Regions from separate parts of the Mus musculus genome. Here all the other regions are linked to region 3. A link is a contact called in public HiChIP or PLAC-seq and promoter capture Hi-C data. All regions are on one chromosome and are shown on one strand. The core of a region is the stretch at or near the end of the contact, and the rest is flanking DNA. Distances in the headings are between cores, read along the strand shown.

Region 1 (3,756 bases), core at 1,069-3,568, 2.8 Mb after region 3:
CCAGGACCACCTATAGGGGATAGCTGTTCTTTCCCCCCCTGCTCCTCCCCTTAGATCGGAGCCTGATAGGCTATTTTTGCAAGACCCTTGGTTGGAAGAGGGGTGTCTGTTAAAATCTAGATTGTATGAAGGAATGTGAAGCATTTGTGATGTGGGCATGAATTGATGTACCTGAGAACCCACAAGGCCCTGCTTACCTGAGCTGAAGGCTCCTAAGAAAGACCAGGTACCGGAATGGGAGTCCTTCAGAGGACTAACCCCAAGGATGGAGGCTGGACCTGATTTCAATTATTGATGTTGAGGCTGTTGTTACCTGAGACCTGCAGTTCAGGTTACCAAACTTCAGCTGCCTCCTATTTCTCAGGCCTTTGAGAAACTTAGCAGAACTCTAGGGTCTTAATCTGAAGAATTAATAAATATTACTAGGTGACTTTTCTAACCCCTTGGGATCAGGACATGCGGCATGGTGTAAACCAAAGTAATTGAAAATTATTTACTGAATTCAAAACCCAAGTTTTCTGGGTTGTTTGTTTGTTTGTTTTGTTTTTTGAGACAGGGTTTCTCTCTATAGCCCTGGCTGTCTTGGAACTCATTTTATAGACCAGGCTGGCCTCGAACTCAGAAATCCGCCTGCCTCTGCCTCCCAAGTGCTGGGATTAAAGGCCTGCGCCACCATGCCCAGCTCCCCAAGTTTTCTGTAAGTAAGTGTTAGGGTATCAGTTACAGAGTAAAGTCAGACTCTGTCCTTGTCTCTCAGTTACTCACATGTGGTAGAAGAAATGAACTAAAAAACACAACTATAGAATACACTGACCACCTGACTAGGGATTCCATGGTCTGGATCTTGGGCTGTTTTCTGCCCAGCTACCTATCCAAACTGAACACTAGAGTGGCACACTATAGACAATAAATATTTGGGGTATGTATTTTTTTAAGATTTATTTATTATATCTAAGTGCACTGTAGCTGTCTTCAAATGCACCAGAAGAGGGTGTCAGATCTCATTATGGATGGTTGTGAGCCACCATGTGGTTGCTGGGATTTGAACTCAGGACCTTCGGAAGAGCAGTCGGTGCTCTTAACCACTGGGCCATCTCTCCAGCCCTGGGGTATGTCTTTTTTTTTTTAATTTTTTTTAAGATTTCATTTATTTATTTTATGTAACTACATTGTAGTTGTCTTCAGACACACCATAAGAGGGCATCAGATCTTGTTACAGATGGTTGTGAGCCACCATGTGGTTCCTGGGATTTGAACTCAGGACCTCCAGAAGAGCAGTCAGAGCTCTCATCCGATGAGCCATCTCTCCAGCCCTGGGGTATGTCTTTTAAATTAAGTTTATGTGTATGAGTGTTTGGTCTGCACGTATGTGTCTGTGCACTGTGTGTGTGTACTTGCCTGCTGCCAGAGGCCAGAAGGGGCATTGTTTCTCCTGGGTCTGGAGCTATATATGATTGTAAGTCACCATGTAGGTGCTGGGAATTGAACTTGGGCCTTCTGGGGGAGCAGCAGCCAGTGCTCTTAATCACTGCGTTGTCTCTAGCCCTATGATTTGTTAATAAGTGAGTGGCACCAGATTAAGTAAAGAGAAGTGCTCAGAAGAGAATCAGAAAAGGCAATCAGGAAGAAAAGTTTGTATTGAGACTTTGAATACTCTAATCCCTGATTTGGAAAGAGAAGTGTCTGCCATCTGCCTACTCAGGCAGAATTCACCTTAGTCAAGAAACTGCCAAATACTTGAGTAGAGAGATGGCTAAACTGTGCCTGCCCCAAAGTTTGCCAATCTAACAATTCCTACGACCCTCATGGTGGAAAGATACAACCAACTCTTAGAAGTTATTCTGTGACCTCCACACTCACATACTCAAAATAAAAATACATATGCGTTTAATACTGGTAAGGCAGAGGTAAGTGGCTCTCTGAATTCGAGTTCAGCCTGGGCTACACAGCAAATTCCAGGTCAGTGAGGGCTACGTAGTGAGACCTTGGTCTCTCTCGCACACATAAAGGACAAAGAAACTAGCAAAGAGTTCTGAGTGAAGTACATCTCCCTCCAGTACGCTACTCGCCACTTGCATGGCACTTAAGAATTTATCTTGATATAGCACTGGGCCCACAAAGGTGGCCCTGACACCATGTGACCACACAACTCGTCGCACTGCACTGGCCACTAAAGCTAAGGGACGCAAGGATTCGGAGTTAGAGACTAGGACAACAAAATCATGTGACTCGCCCCGCCTGCCTTCCTATCACGTGCCGCGGGTCCGCTCACGTAGGACGCACTTTTCCATTGGTTGGCGATTGTCACGCGGCGAGGCGGGACCGGAAGGCAAGATTTGGCTGTGGCGCCGGAGCGGCTTTAGGACAGGCTAGGCGAGGGGGAGGGGAGCGAGAGGCAGCCGCGGGTCATGTGACCGGAAAGGCTCCTGACGGACGCCGTCCCTCCTCGGCGCCGCCTGAGCGCCCGGCCCGACCCCGCCATGGGGTGCTGCTATAGCAGCGAAAACGAGGACTCGGACCAGGTGCGACAGCGGCGGACGGGGTTTGGGACTGTGGGCTACGACCGCGGGGCTCGGGGCCCAGAATAAAGCCCGCAGTGGCGGGGAGCCGGACTGCAGGCTCACCGAGTACGGAGGCCTGGAGGGGACAGATTACAGAGAGGACGGCCAGCCGGGCTCCTACCCTCTTAAAGATCCTAGTCTTACTTCTGCCTAGGGTTGCGGCGGTCGCCGCCTGACTCGGCCCCTCCCCTTCCACTCTCCAGTCCCCTCGTATCTCACCACTCGAATCCTCAGACTGGGTTCTCGGGAAACATTCGCGCTCACAGATTCCTCTGTCTTCACTGCAGCTTGGCTTAGTGGACCCATTGTAGAGATAGGTAATTTGAGGCTCTCAGTCTCCCGAGATAAATCAGGAATTTCTGTGTGTTCTGTCAACTGTTCTGCCACTGTTGGCTTGGTGTCAAAAGTTGACACCAAGTTACTGTCATTTGAGTTGGCCAGTGAAGAATTAATAGAGCGAAGACATCGGGACGTTGGGGAGCAATAGAGTTTGCTTTGACCGATATAGAGGAAAGGGGATTTGATTTATGAGTTTGGTTTGCTGTTCCCTGCCTGGTGCCTGAGGGTTCCTCGAGCTAGAGAGTTCCTCTCTGAAGAATGTGATTGTAGATCTTACTCTTTTCGAGAAAGCATCGACTTGGAGAGACTTCAGTGTCTTGTTTTTAAATTTCCATCTTCCCCTTGGTGCATCTCATTCCTCTCTACTACAGTCCCTTCCCTGCCTAGACGCTTTTGAGGAGGGGAAGACTTTTGCAAGGCTGGGTGTCAGCCCCCTGGCCATTCCTCTTAACAGCTGCCTCGAAGCCTGAGCCCTGATGTCTACACACAGTAGGCACCGTGCCACAGAGAACAGTTTCACCCGGTCTAGTGGAGGATACAGTCAGAGACATAAGTGGTGTCGCTGTACTTGGGAAGGTGTTCTTCCCCCCAGTGAACCCTGCAGTTCAGGAGAATGTGATTTGTGTCGGGGTGAGTGCTTCCTGAACCTCATTCATTGCTTGACCTGAGTTTGACATGCCTGTGGCCGTAACTTTCACTTCATTCTGTCATGCTAAAGGCTAGAACTGCAAAAATAGGAACCCACCACAAAACAACAGAAAAGGAAGAAGAAGGCAGATATCCCTGCCTAACAGCAGAGTTATGGAGGGAAAGCTAAAATTCCACCTTCCTCTTTACAGATTCTCATTTCTGGCTG
Region 2 (3,884 bases), core at 1,150-3,649, 2.2 Mb after region 3:
GCCTCAGAGCCAGGGACATCTAAATTCATGGGATGGGGATCCAACATGGGCAAATTAATGTGCAGGATGAAGTGACATCCTTCTACTTGTCCTCCGGCAGGTCACCTGCTATTTTGGACCCTCAAGACCCAAAATATTTGCTCTTAAGCTTGGCTCCTGTCATCTGTTCCTCACTAGCTGGCTGTTTTCCCCTCAGACTGGCACCTCAGGGCCGGGGAGGTCCTGTCAGTTTGTCTTCACAGCCACTTTCTGCTCTCACCCCAGCCTTATCTCCCCACCACTCAGGACTGGAGGTGGGCATGAGAGGCTTAGCATTCTGATGCTGCCTGCAACCTGCCAAGATTGGGGCTATCAGGGCTCAAAAAGCCATCAGGCTACGGTTGCTAGCTATCTCTACCTCATGGCCAGTCCCTGAAGATCCATCTCACAGAGCAATCTTTGGCTTTGCTGAGGTCCCCTCGGGCCTCCTGCCAGCCTGGGAGTATTGGTATCACAAACACCCCGAGGCTTGGGGAAGGTGGACTTGGGCAGAGGAGGTTCAAAGAGTTCGTGTCTGGGGCCTCCCAAGCCCAAATCCAGCCCCCAATGCCACCTACTCATTCCCAGACACTTCTAAAGAGTGTGGGTTCAGAGGGTGTGCGTGCAATTAGCTGACACTTCCTACCACACTGATGGAAGGCCTGGGTATCTGAGGTCATTGCACAGGACTGATGGGGACCTGCAGTTTTGTTTTGTTTTAGAAGACTTACTTTGTAGAACACCTTTCAGGGCCACTTTGTAGAACACCCATCATGGCTACCTGTTTGCCCCTGACTTATTTTTTATTTTTTTATTTACCAATGATTAAACCTAGGGCTCTACCACAAAGTTACAGCCTCCCTAACTATCCTGGAACTCACTCTGTAGACCAGGCTGGCCTCAAACTCAGAAATCCACCTGCCTCTGCCTCCCATGTGCTGGGATTAAAGGTGTGTGCCACCACTGCCCGGCAGCCTTTAAAAACATTTTGGGGTGGGGGGGCAAAGTCTTACTTTGTTGCCTGTGCTGGTTTTGAACGGAATATGCAGCCCAGGGAAAGCCTTAAACTTTGGGTCTTCCTCCCCAGTCTCCTGAGTAGCTGGGATTATAGGTCTGTGCTACCACATCCAGTTTCCTGCTTATTTTAAAAGTGGGCATGATTTACAAAGATCTCAGAGCCCTGAGCACTTCAGGGAAAAAAAAAAAAAAGCACATCTATTTGTGAACCTACAGTGCTGAGTCTGCGGTTTTCTTTTAACACCTGTAAGAAAAGAAATCTACATGGTGGAGATAAGAGGTGACTTCTGAGGGACCAGGGGGAGAATGCAGAGGGCACAGAAGGAGCCTGGGTGGCAGAGGCTTGGTACTCTGGCACTGGTGGGAATAGCCATTAGCAGACTCTGGTACTACTAGGTCAGTGGTAGTCACTTATTGCTCCTAATATCCAGAGGAGCACACCAAAGGCTTTCCCTGCTCGTCTCTGGCCCAGACAGTGACAAGACTGCCATGCTCATACTGGCCTGGCCCTAGCTTTCACTGGGTAGATGGGACAGGGCTCCCAGAATGGAAGAGTAGGCAGAAGAGTTAGTGGACAGAATTTACATCAGGCTACAGAGTAGAGCTCTGGTCCACTCTATTCTACAGAGGGGTGGAGGGGGCCTGTGCTCCAGTGTTCTGCAGCCCTGTGCTTTTGAGAACTGGTCTTCGCCTAGGGGAGGTGTGGGTAAATGGCTGAGAGCTAAAGAGGGGTGGGTTTGGAAGCTGCCAAATAGGGATGTAAGAGGTTGCTGGCTCAGGACCTCTCTCTGGCCAGAGTGAGGCTGAAGTGGAAATTTTGCCAAATTCTGGCCAGCCTTTGAACCTTGAGCCTTTAAAGTCGGATCAACTTCCGGCTGGGTTTGCACACCCTACTGGAAAATTGAGTTGGGTGTGTGGAGGAGGCTTGTTATGCTCTTGGTTCTTGGGGCTTGCAGGCTGTCGCCATTTCTAATTTAGTTACTGAGGGGCTGTCATCCCTATTCCTGCTAGTTAGTCTTTCAATTGTCATGAGGGTGTGTGCCCACCCTTGAATCTCTGAAGTGTTGTGTGTGTGAATAAGCTGTTGCAGAAGCGTGTACCTGCAAGGGTGGGAGCGAAGAGTAGAGAAGAGGCTCTCAGTTAACTTCCAGAATCTCTCTTGGCACCTCAACCTTACTCTGAGAGCCCAGGCTACTTTGTTACTTCGCTATGTGGTTCCTGCTCACAGGTCCCCGGTCCTCTGATAGTCTACATCTCTCCCCGGACTTTGCCCCTTCCCCGGGGCTTACGGGGGCGGGCGCTAGGACCCGGCGGGGCGGGGCGGGGCGGGGCTCGGTGCTCCCGCAGTTCTTACCTCCGCAGCCTGGAAAATACCGAGCGAGGCGAGCGGAGCCCGGGAGCCCCGAGCCTAGCGGGAGGGAGGAGGGCGGAGGGGGCGCGCGGGGCGGGGGGCGCGGAGCGGGGCGGGGCCGGCGGCGGGACCCACTGCTCCTCCCCCCAGGGTCCCCGCGCGGCCCCCGGTCGCCCGGGCAGCGGAGGCAGCGGCGGCGGCGGAAGAGCTCGCACACCGGCCCCGGCGGGCCCCGGCAGAGAAGCCCGCACAGGTGAGACTCCGCCACCACACCCGCCCCCACCACGGCCCCGCGCGGCTTGCTGCTGAGTTAGTTGTGCGAGTCCGGCCAGCACCGCGCGAGGACTCCGTGCCAGACCCGCACTTGCGATCCCCCAGAGTCCCGCCCGGCTCTCGCGGGCTCCTGCACCCGCTACGCAGCAATCCTACTGCCGCTCCAGGGAAGTATGAGGTCGCTCCTTGTGGGAGGGTGGCCCAAGTGACTGTCCTGTGCCGGTGCACAACCGCCTGGGGCCAGTACCTGCCCTTTTCAAGCTGTCCGCTGGTCCGGGACCCCGGCTAGCCCCACCCGCGCCCCCAGCGCACTGACTCTGGTCCCCAAACCGGTCTTGCAGGTCCCAGGAAGGTGGCGTCAGCATCTGCAGCCGCGTCGACGTTGTCTGAGCCTCCGCGGAGGACCCAGGAGAGTCGGACTAGGACCAGGGCCCCGGGCCTCCCCACGCTCCCTATGGAAAAGCCAGCTGCCTCAACAGAACCCCAAGGGTCTCGGCCCGCCTTGGGCCGTGAAAGTGTCCAGGTGCCCGATGACCAGGACTTCCGCAGTTTCCGGTCAGAGTGTGAGGCCGAGGTGGGCTGGAACCTGACCTACAGCAAGGCCGGCGTGTCTGTGTGGGTGCAGGCTGTGGAGATGGATCGAACTCTGCACAAGATCAAGGTAGGATTGCCCTGTGGTACCTGCAGCCTCCACTCCTCCCGAACTGTCTCTCACAGGAATCTCCTCGCCCATACTCAGACCAGGGACCCATAGAGGGGTGCATGTGAGCTCAGAGTCTCCTAATATAAACCAGAGGACACACATGGGCCATATGACCCGGGTTCTAACCTAGGCATGCCTGTGTGTTTGGGAGATGGGTGATGGCCAGGTACACTTAGGGGAATAGTGTCTCTCAAAGGTCTGTCTTTCAGAGTAGCTTCTGCTTGGACCCTTAGTTTGACCCACTAGGTAGGTGAACGGCCCACTTCCTCCTTCACCCGGGGTTCTCTAGCCCGCGATGGGTCTTCTGCTCTACTTTCTGCACTCTTGGGTGCAGAGGATGAGATTCCTTCCTTCTCAATTCCTCTAGTCCTCTCTGTCCCTGCCCAGTGGCTCTATCAGGCTCTGAGCCTGCAGCAGGCCTTTAGGACTGTGGCTGGCAGCTCCTGACTGCTGTCTTGCCCTGAGCCACCCTGGGGGTGCACTAGAGGAGGCAGGGTCTTAGTGTCAAGGGAAACCAGCTCA
Region 3 (3,810 bases), core at 839-3,338:
TGTGGGCTTTCTTGGGCAAACCCAAATCTTTTCCAGAAGCAGATAAGGTAGAAGGAGGCCAATACTATTGGAACTTGTATTATAGAGTAAGTTAATACGTTAATCAACAAAACGCCTATTTTAAAAATATTTGTTTCCCCAAACTTGTGCATTTGGTCTAGAAAGCAGAATTAATATCAACCACAGAAGGAATGTGTTTTTACATAGGCTGCCTCACAGTCCAAGGACGACACGCCCAGAAAAAACTTTAAGTGGCATGCCAAATCCTCACGCAGCACCCAGCTGACACTTAGGACACTATATGCCAATCTAGAAACTCGACCAACACTAACAAATGGAGTTGAACTGTGTTGAACCGGCAGTTGGCTTGGATTAGTTCTTCTAGTTTTGAACCGTTATTGCTAGAACAGGCTCTAGTCAGGAAAACATGCCTTGTTCTCTTCTCCAACCCGCCATGCTCTCACAGCTTCCCTAAACTATGCCCATCTAGATGCCCAATTTCTCCAGGCGGCTCCTAACAGTGCTCACTATTGCTTCTCCCAGCAGGCCCTCACACTCCACCTCCCACACAGGCAAAAATTCACATTAATGCCCAATCCACAGACTACTCTCCCAGCCACCCTCTCATCCTCTCCCACGACCTGGAAACGCAATACAAGCCTCATTCCTTTCCAACTCCTAATATTCTCCAAACTCCCTCTCCAATGGCACTACAAAACCTGGGCACATGCCTTCTGATTTGCTAAATTCTCTCCTACTACAGAGCCTTGCTTCTGCAGTTAACGTTGCTTCCCTACTCATCCGGCACCTCATCCGGCACCGGGTTGGGGGGGTGGGGTGCAACATTGCTCTTTCCTTTACATTCCGATGCACTCTATGCCTGGCCCTCTCTCCCATAGCCTCTGCGCTCCTAAGTGGCTCCTTCCTGTCTCTTGCAAGGATGGAAAGTTACAGAAAGGGTCTGAGGGAGCTCGTCCTGTGGACCGTGGTGGAGCAGCTGCTCTCAAGTCTAAAGCAAACTATTGCTGCTGAGCACAAGCTGGAGTCAGACTCTGTATTTGGAAATCCATCCCCACCAGAAACACTAACAGAGAGGCAGTGAGCAAGCTTGTTCCTAGAACTGAGAAACCGGGACAATAAAACCAGCTATCTCATGGAGTTGTGACGATTCAATGCTCACTTTGCACAGACCCAGCTCGGTAACCTCTCCATGACTGACAGTTTCTCCAGGTCCTCTTCAATGCTAAGGTTCCTGCAGAGTCTCCCCGAGGGACTGAGGGAGGCCAGTGGAAGATGTACTGATAGGCGGGTGTTGCCAAGAATTTTGTCAGATTCCCAAAGTCAGTGTTCTCTTGTCCTTATTACACACACACACACACACACACACACACACACACACACACACACACACGTGAGATACAAGCTATGAATATTTACTTCAAATCCTCCTTCCAGACACTCACCCGAGGGAGTGGAGTGTGCCATGAGGATCTGAGATTGGAAAGGAAACCCCAACGTCCCAAATACCTTCCTCAGGAGGAGCGGAAGGAAGCACCCGAAACGCTAAGAATAAGTGCAGAAAACCGACTCCTCGATCGGGGAGCGAAAGGGAAAGCGCGGCGGCGGCCAGCGGGGCAGGGCTCCCCGGCGCCTTCTTGGAGGGATGCGGGGGTCTGAGCGCGGGAACGGCCGGGGAGGGGGCTCCTCCTCCTGTCAGCCCTCCTCAGCCCTGCGAGCCCCGCCAACCTTCTCCGCCCCCCGGCTCGCGGCCGGCTCACCTGCTGAGACGGCAGCTCCACATGCAGGGCCCGCGCGGGGGCACCGGACGTCAGCGCGGCGGACGGGCCCGGGGGTGGCAGGGGCACCGGGCCCCCGAGCGAGGCGCAGGAGCTCATCTGGACCCCTGAGCCGCCGAGCGGCCAGGTGGGCAGTCCTCCCGCATCGGCCGCTGCCTCCCGAGCTGTGATTCGCAGAGCCCCTACAGCCTAGAAACCGGGCACCGAGAGCCCCAGCAGCTCTGCGCCCGCGCTGGCCACCGCCGCTGGCTAAGGAAGAGCCATATTACCGCAGTGCAACCCCTCCACCCGGCCCAGAGCTGGCGTGCTCATTGGTTCCGTTTCTGAGAGGGCGGGACCCGGTGGCGGCCAAGGGACGTGCTATTGGCCAGTGGGCCCGTCCGTCGTCGGCCGCAATGGCTAGGGGCGGAGGGACTCTAGGATGGCCTCAATTGCGTCTGTCAAACCCGGGCTAAACCTGGGGCGTAACTTCTCTTTGCCTCAGCCTAATTGGCCCTTTCCCTATTGAGGGGTGTGGTCTCCTAGGGAAGCCTCGTGGGCTATTGCTCTAGAGCGCTGTCAGTTGTCAGTGAAACAGGGACGGCTTCTTGATTAGGTAGAGCGCGCGCCTGGTATGTCGTGTCACGTGCAGAAGTCTGGAGAGTCACCTGATTAGTGAGAGTCAGTCCTCTAAGCCACTTCCGCCCTAACCTAGTTGCTATGGTAACAGAGCCTCCAGTGGAGGGCGGGGACCCGCTTGGCACCAGCTGAGTCGGGATGGATGGATGGTCTGACTTCCCGAAGTGTTCTCATCCACGTACAAAAAAAAAAAAAAAAAGCCACGCTTTATGACTGAGAGGGGGAGCCGCCACCGAGCCGCGATCACTGAGACCAAAGATCCATCGGGCAGTCCACCAGCTCTTCAGTGATCCACTCAGACCTGCAAGTCCACGCCCCTTCTAGCTTCTATAACTAGTAAGCTTAGCCACAAAGTGTGCCAGCCAGCCAAGAGACTGTCTCACCTCTGCTGGTGGGATGCTTATGCTCTGCCTAGAAAGCCTTTACTGCTTGTGACTAACGCTTGCTTAGCCATCGTATTTCAGCTGGGGCAGGAGTCCTTCCAAAAGACTTCTCTGAAACTCCGAATTAGGAAACTTGCCTTTACCACAGACCTGCTTATTCTATTGTGTTGTCTTTGTTTGTTTACTTGCTTTGCGCGGGGGCGGGGCGGGGGGAGGGGCGAGATTTGGCTGACCTGCCACTCACCATGTAGCTCAATCTACCTCAGCTCCCCAGGTGCTGGGACTACAGGAGTGTGCCACCACAGCAGCCTCCACTTTGTCTTTTAATAGTCATTTAACACACACAGCCTCCCCGAATTCAAACACTCATATGTGAATTCCTCAACCAAAAGACCTTGTCTGATTCGTCCCTGGATCCGCATTGCTTGCAGATAATAGAGAAATGAATATGAAGGTACAGCTCAAATGCCCTCCCTTCCCTGAAGACTTCTTTGACCATAATAGCAGCTACAGCCATTGCTTCTATAAGTAGCACTGAGTCATTTTGCAGAATATTGATTCCCCCGTCCCCATAGAGTGTGAATTTCTCCACCACCTGGACTGTTATAGCTGAAAGAACACAGTGTTCAGAGAGGCAGACACAACAGGAAGCAGGCAGTTTGGGATTCTGACTGCCACCTTCTAGCTTTGTCACTGAGCAGGTCAGCTCCCCACTGTCTGTCCATGCGCTGAATAGTACTGGTGTCACTGAGGGGGGTGGTAGGTGGGCCAGTATCTGTGCCCATGAAGACTCCAACATATAATAGATGGATTTAAAATCTTTTACTGAGTGGGAAGATGTATATATAGCTCAATGGTTGAGTAGATGCCGAATATTCACAAGGCCTTGGGTTCAATCCCTAGCACTATTTAAGAATTATGTGTATCTGGGCATGATGGCACATGCCTTTAATCCCAGCACTTGGAGGCAGAGGCAGGTAGATCTCTGTGTTCAACGCCAGACTGGTCTGCAG

What was found. Promoter capture Hi-C pulls out the DNA fragments that hold promoters and counts their contacts. HiChIP or PLAC-seq counts read pairs in DNA pulled down with a chosen protein or histone mark.
Region 1: an H3K27ac HiChIP or PLAC-seq map of bone marrow-derived dendritic cells shows a contact between it and region 3, with 4 times the contacts expected there. The contact joins the promoter of Lamtor1 here to the promoter of Uvrag in region 3. A contact is called at or near these places in 2 of 115 datasets of contacts at active chromatin or transcription factors (bone marrow-derived dendritic cells and large pre-B cells) and 2 of 9 other capture datasets (adipose tissue and liver).
Region 2: a contact with region 3 is called in a promoter capture Hi-C map of liver, with 3 times the contacts expected there. The contact joins the promoter of Stard10 here to the promoter of Uvrag in region 3. A contact is called at or near these places in 3 of 39 promoter capture datasets (hippocampal neurons and liver).

What each region holds. Positions count from the first base shown.
Region 1 is chr7:101,903,519-101,907,274 of GRCm38.p6, forward strand. It overlaps Lamtor1 (late endosomal/lysosomal adaptor, MAPK and MTOR activator 1), which reads left to right and starts at 2,319. Exons shown (of 5, transcript NM_025605.3): 1 at 2,319-2,522. The coding sequence starts at 2,481. It overlaps Tomt (transmembrane O-methyltransferase), which reads right to left and starts at 2,841. Exons shown (of 4, transcript NM_001081679.1): 1 at 2,781-2,841.
Region 2 is chr7:101,318,714-101,322,597 of GRCm38.p6, forward strand. It overlaps Stard10 (START domain containing 10), which reads left to right and starts at 2,400. Exons shown (of 7, transcript NM_019990.5): 1 at 2,400-2,639; 2 at 3,001-3,320. The coding sequence starts at 3,114.
Region 3 is chr7:99,139,056-99,142,865 of GRCm38.p6, forward strand. Uvrag (UV radiation resistance associated gene) reads right to left here and starts at 2,089. Exons shown (of 15, transcript NM_178635.3): 1 at 1,779-2,089. The coding sequence starts at 1,895.